2 separate regions of the Zea mays genome follow, and region 2 is linked to region 1. A link is a contact called in public Hi-C data. All regions are on one chromosome and are shown on one strand. The core of a region is the stretch at or near the end of the contact, and the rest is flanking DNA. Distances in the headings are between cores, read along the strand shown. Region 1 holds the start of LOC100285481 (B12D protein). Region 2 holds the start of LOC100382877 (Serine/threonine protein phosphatase 2A 59 kDa regulatory subunit B').

What was found. A called contact is a pair of places that touch in the nucleus more often than the background predicts.
Region 2: a contact with region 1 is called in a Hi-C map of ear, with 1.5 times the contacts expected there. The contact joins the promoter of LOC100382877 here to the promoter of LOC100285481 in region 1. A contact is called at or near these places in 2 of 25 Hi-C or Micro-C datasets (bundle sheath and ear).

What each region holds. Positions count from the first base shown.
Region 1 is chr7:29,383,834-29,386,744 of Zm-B73-REFERENCE-NAM-5.0, forward strand. LOC100285481 (B12D protein) reads left to right here and starts at 1,455. Exons shown (of 1, transcript NM_001158374.1): 1 at 1,455-2,055. The coding sequence starts at 1,500. The coding sequence ends at 1,754.
Region 2 is chr7:29,642,378-29,645,288 of Zm-B73-REFERENCE-NAM-5.0, forward strand. It overlaps LOC100382877 (Serine/threonine protein phosphatase 2A 59 kDa regulatory subunit B'), which reads left to right and starts at 1,455. Exons shown (of 5, transcript NM_001175569.2): 1 at 1,455-1,670; 2 at 1,814-1,889; 3 at 2,115-2,911. The coding sequence starts at 2,183.

The DNA of each region.
Region 1 (2,911 bases), core at 205-2,704:
AGACGGACACACGGTGGAAGAGAGACGCGCGCGTGGGAAGAGGCATAAGTAGGGGAAGAAAACGATAACTGCTAGGAGGAAAGATGAAAAAAACTCAAGTCTAACATCCAACAACTTCAATTTCCCAACAACATAAACAACTTATCGAGAAACCAACATCCAATCTGGACAAGTTAATACTCGCTCAAGTCTAACATCCAATAACTTTGATTTCCCAACACCAAAAACAGCTTATTGAGAATCCAATCAGGACAAGTTAATATTCGATCGTAATCGTCTCATCGAGCTCTACACATCCACGACATCTGATCATCCATAGGACATACCATTATTCGATTATGATTTTATTTTGTTTGTATAATATTAGATGACCTAGGACAAGTGGTCGAGGTGGGCGCATACCAGGTTAGCACATACAGTGGAATTGAGGCAAGTGTGGGTGAGTGGAGGTGGTAAAACGCGGGCAGGACAGGTGGTGGTGGTGGTGGAGGAGGAGGTGCAAAGAGAGAGTGGCAAGAGGCATAAAAGCATGTGTGAGGGACGTACTGTTGGGTAAAAAAACTATTTTTTTGTTGGATAGGGAGAGAAGCCCCATAAAAATTCTTAATTTTTGGTGCCTCGAACCACACACCGACGACAAAAAAATACTAATTTCAGTCAGTTTTTGCCCTGCTGGTAGAAAATAAGTTATTTATGTTGACTAAGTCGTGGCTAATAAAAATTGATAAATTTCCGTGCACTGTTCTAAAAAAATTGTAGAACTATTTTTGTATATGGAAATTCTCTATTTTCGTGTTGTGACGGTATCGCTCGAAGAGAAGCCTGAAATGAAGCATAAATCCTTTAGGAAAAGTGTGAAAAAGGATAAATATAGATGTTGTTAATTATTATATTATAAATAAAAGGTAAGACGAGAGGAAACCGGCGCGGCTGTTTCGGAGAGGTCGTTGCCGGTTCCTCCTCGCTGTTGCTGGGGCGACCAGCAAGCAGCCGCGTGCCACCGACGCGACCGCTTCTGCGGCTGGGCTTGGCTGGGCCAGTTGGGCATGCATGTGAGCCGCTGGGCCCACGAAGTCCAGCGTGTTTACGCCTCCGCTCCGCCCCGCCCCGCGTCTGCCTGCCCAGCCCAGACGACTCCCCTCCGACTTGTACCTAACCTATCGAGACAGAGTTCCACGAAGCAGCACCAGCACGGCGCCGCCTCAGCCTATATATAAACACACAGCCGCCCCCCGTCTTCTACTCTGACTCTCATCTGAAGCGCGCGAGAGAAACGCGTATACCCAGGCGGCGGTTGAGGAAGAGGAGGAGAAGAAGAAGAAGATGGCTTCCTCCGCATACGCCTCATGGTCCAAGCGGTGGATCCGTCCCGAGGTACGTACGCCGTTGCTGTTTCCCATCTGATCGTTCATTCGGTTTCTATCGATCGGAGAATTGGGTCATCGGGGATGGATGGATGGATCTGACGGGATTTGCCGATCCCGGTGTCGCGCGCGTCCATGGATCAGGTGTACCCGCTGTTCGTGCCGATGGCCGTGGCCTTGGGCATCTGCTCGTACCAGCTTGTGCGCAACATCACGGGCAACCCCGAGGTGCGGGTGACCAAGGAGAAGAGGGCGGCCGGCGTCCTGGACAACCACGACGAGGGCGAGAGGTACGCTATGCACGGCCTCAGGAAGTTCGTCCGCGGGAAGAAGCCCGAGATCATGGCCTCCATCAACTCCTTCTTCGCCGACCCTCCCAAGGACGATTAAGCTAGATTCCGTCATGGATGGATGGATGGATGGATTCCCGATTCCCGATCGTCCATAGTATGTTTTACCATTCATTAGCTGCCGGCGGCGCGCCTTGATTCGTAGCCGTCGTCGGTACATTTTTTTTTGTTTCTAAAATTCTAATTCTCCCATATAAATGGAACATCATGCATTTGTCGTGTTTGCTTGCATGGCTGCGAACGAATTCAGCACGCCTTGTGATTTTCATCACATATTTGATTGATAACGGATGACTGTATGATATTGTTGCGTCCCAACAAATTATGTTGATTTATTTACACCATACGCATGTATTAATATCTTTCCTCTTTACACCACAAAACGGCGGCGGAAGAGAGGGGAAAAAAGTCGCTGACCCGTGAGAACTACGCATGCGCCAGACGGCGGCACGAAAAAGGCGAAGGCAATTCGTGTTTGGCCACCGACGACCGCGTGCGTGCCAGTGTCAAACTAGTTGGCGTCGTCGGCATGTGAAAAAAAAAGAGGCGAACCGATGGTCGTTGCCTCCACGTCCAGGCTGTCAAACGGCCGGCTCGCGTGCACCCACGACGTCGCCGCCGCCGCTTACTTGGCTTCTGATTCGCGAAAGCTGGGTACCCGATTCCAGCTGTCAAACCCAACCCGTTGAACGCGCCGCCGCTAGCGCTGGCCGCATTAACGGTCATTTAGGCCTAGTTTGTAAACTTAAATCTTCACCCGTTCTTAGAATTGAGTGGAAAATTAGCTTTTCATCTCAATTCTTAAAATTTCTGAAGGAGATTTAATTTTTCAAAATAGCCCTCCATTTTGCTGACATCACTTCGCCTTCTGCCTAGAATTTGATAGAGAAGATCTAGCTGTAAAAAAAACGAAATTAGATTGATATGACAAAAACAGTCCTACAAGGTAAGCTTTATTCTCGTGTCTTGAAATAAGGCATTGTCATAAGGTTTTGTGTATATATGTTGCATATTGATATGAGGGTATAGAGGGGAATTAAATTTCTTTCTATTCAATTTTGACTAGTAAGGGATTTAATATCCTTCAATCGCTCTCGAAATGAACATGTCCTCATTGGGCACCACCTCCCTTCGATTGTGTTCCTGTTCTAGGGTGTCGGACTAGGCAGGGTGTCGGACTAGGCAACGCCAAGGAGG
Region 2 (2,911 bases), core at 205-2,704, 260 kb after region 1:
GTGGGGTCGAGCGATGGTAGGGTCTATGACAAAAATGTACATTAGCATGATATGGTTGCGTAATGTTAGCCATAACCGGTTCCAATCATGTGCCTGGATTTAGGCTATATTTGATTTCACTCATATAATCATTATCTAAAACTTTAGTTACCTTGAAAATAAACACGCTCGCAAATGGACATCTAACATTAGTTAATAATAAAGGGTGATTAGCTTGTACATCTTAGGTTTTTACTTGTCCCGGTCCTTTTGCCTATATTAGCTAGTCCATTATCTAGTGAATCAAACATCCTACTAAACTAACGCAAAACATGGACCTAGAACAACATTTTTTGGGTCATTATTAATGTCTACATTGGTCAACGATGGTTTGACCGTGATGTCGCCCTGATATTGGGCCTGTTTGGTTCAGTTTTTTTCTGACCAACTTTTCTGAGAATCTGACTGTGGTGAGAATCTGGCTGTGGGGATAATCTGAGTATCGTGAAGATTACGTGTGGAGAAAGATTAAGGGCCCCTTTGGCAGGGCTCTGGCTTCTCCAAAAACGGCTTTAGCTCTGGCTCACGAGGTGAAACCACTTCTTTAGATGAGCCAAAGCTATTCTAAAAATCATTTGGCAAAACGCCTTATAGGTTGTTTTTCAGAAAGACCCTTGTATATGTATATCTCTCCTGTACGTGGCTAGGATTGAGGGGAGGACCAAAAAATAATAATTTGGACTGGTGGGAGGGCTATTGTGCAAAAATAACGTGAGCTGAAGCCGGGTGAGCCACTTTTTTTGGCTCATGCCCTCTAGTTCATTTTGGAAAAGCACTTCACTGATGAAGCCATTTGAAAAAGAGGTGTTTGGCACAACTTTTGCATGAGCCAGAGCCGAAGCTGAAAAATAAGCCCTACCAAAGGGGCCCTAAGTAGTCCAAATGGTTCAAGATCTAAAAAGCGACGAATTCCTACTATCGTGACGACTTGACCGATTTTATGTTCATATTGATTTTAAATGGTTTTTATTAAATTAATTTTTATAAAAGCTGACTAAAAAGATGAAACGTTTGACGGTCTATATCAGCCTGCAAAAAGCCCAAACAAATATGGGCATTGACATATGGCGCGAGCGGAGAATGCCTCCATGAACCTTCCTTGGTGAGGCAGTCACCCTACCCTACCCTAGGTCCTAGGAGGGTATGATAAGCATCTGGTGACGGCGAGTTAAGAGCAGTTCAAACTTCAAAGCAAAGGTAAAACAGAACACCTGGTCTTACGCCTGCCAGCAACAAACTCGATGGAAAGATCGGAAAAAAGACACGCAGGCCTGGCTCCCGGCCAAAACTGCCCTGCTATCCCGTCTTCCAGACGCAGAGAAAAAGCAGGGGGGCTGCAACGGAAACAAAAACTAAAATAATCGTACTGTCCAGAACGGAAACTGCCCTCGCTTCGCTTCCTCCTGTTCTTCTCTCCCCTCCTGCTACTGCCGCCCGGCTCCGCTCCGCTCCCCTCCCGAACCCCGTTCCACCTCCACCCGCCGCTCCCGTCCCGTCCCGTCCATACCCGCGCCGCTCTCGACTCGCTCCTCGACCTCAAGGCTACCTACCTCGACGGGCCCCGCACCGTACCCGCCCGCTAGCTCCCGCGGCTGCAGCAGCAGGACGAGCTCGCCGCCGCCGTGCACTAGGTACGTCCGCCTCCTCGCAGTCCCGTTCTGGTGGTTCTCGTGGCGGAGCGGGAGGTCCCCTCCTCTCCCGCGCCGCCGTTTACTGGCCCGCGCCCGCAGCCAGTCCGTGTTGACCGTTGCGTTGCTCTGCCTTTTGTTTTCAGAAGAAGAGGTCGCTGTCGGTCGCCCCGCCCCGCCCAATCCTGGTTCCTGGACCTGCGCCGCGTCGTTTCGCCTCAGGTAGGCTTCCCGTCTTTGCCCCGCGCGTCAATTCCACCTAGGCCACGGCGGCTTTGGAGGAGCTAGGGGGCGTTCCGAGCAGTTCCTGACATTCGTTTCGGGGTGTATAGTATAGGGTATTAGACGATGTATGCTTGCACTACTAGCAGTATAATTCCTGTTTAGTGTTGGCCTGCCTGAGCCGTTCATCCCGTTTGCTGTGCTCCCCTATTCCCTCTGGTGCAGGTTCCAGTGTCTCGATTTGCCAGGATAACTTGTATAATTGAAGCTTTCCTTTGTACGATGATGGGGGCATGCCATGGACCAGAACTGAGGGGGCTAGGGTTTGCTATGTGGTAGTAGCTCCTGCTTCAGGTGGCGTCAGCTGTTCTGGGTGGGGTAATATGATGAAACAGATATTTGGACGGCGCAAGGCGTCCAAAACCGCAGACAAGGAGTTCACTGGTGGGAGGACGTTCAGCCAGCTGTCGGGGTCTGGAGTTGCTGACCTGAGTGGCCAACCGCCAATTCTGTCGAGTACTGGGCACGCCTATGGGAGTGGAAACCGTACGGGGTTCCAAGACTCGAGGATAAATGATAATTTGTTTTCTTCCAACTTCCGTCCGTTGCCGAGCTTTAAGGATGTGCCGAATACAGAGAAACAGAATCTGCTCATCAAAAAGTTGGACGTTTGTTGCACTCTGTTTGACTTTACGGATGCGTCAAAGAACATGAAGGAGAAGGAAATAAAGACGCTGATGTTGTTGGAGATAGATGAGTATGTAAGGACTGCTAACGTGAAGTTCCCTGAGATCGTTGTGGAGGCAATCACAAAAATGATTTCGGTGAACTTGTTCAGGACACTAATTTCCCCACCTAGGGAGAAGAAGGCGCTTCAAGCTTTTGATCTAGAAGAGGACGAACCGTTGATGGACCCTGCGTGGCCACATTTGTACCATGTGTATGAGTTGCTCTTGACATTTGTCCAGTCTCCACAAAATGATGCTAAGCTGGCTAAGAGATATATTGACTATTCCTTTATT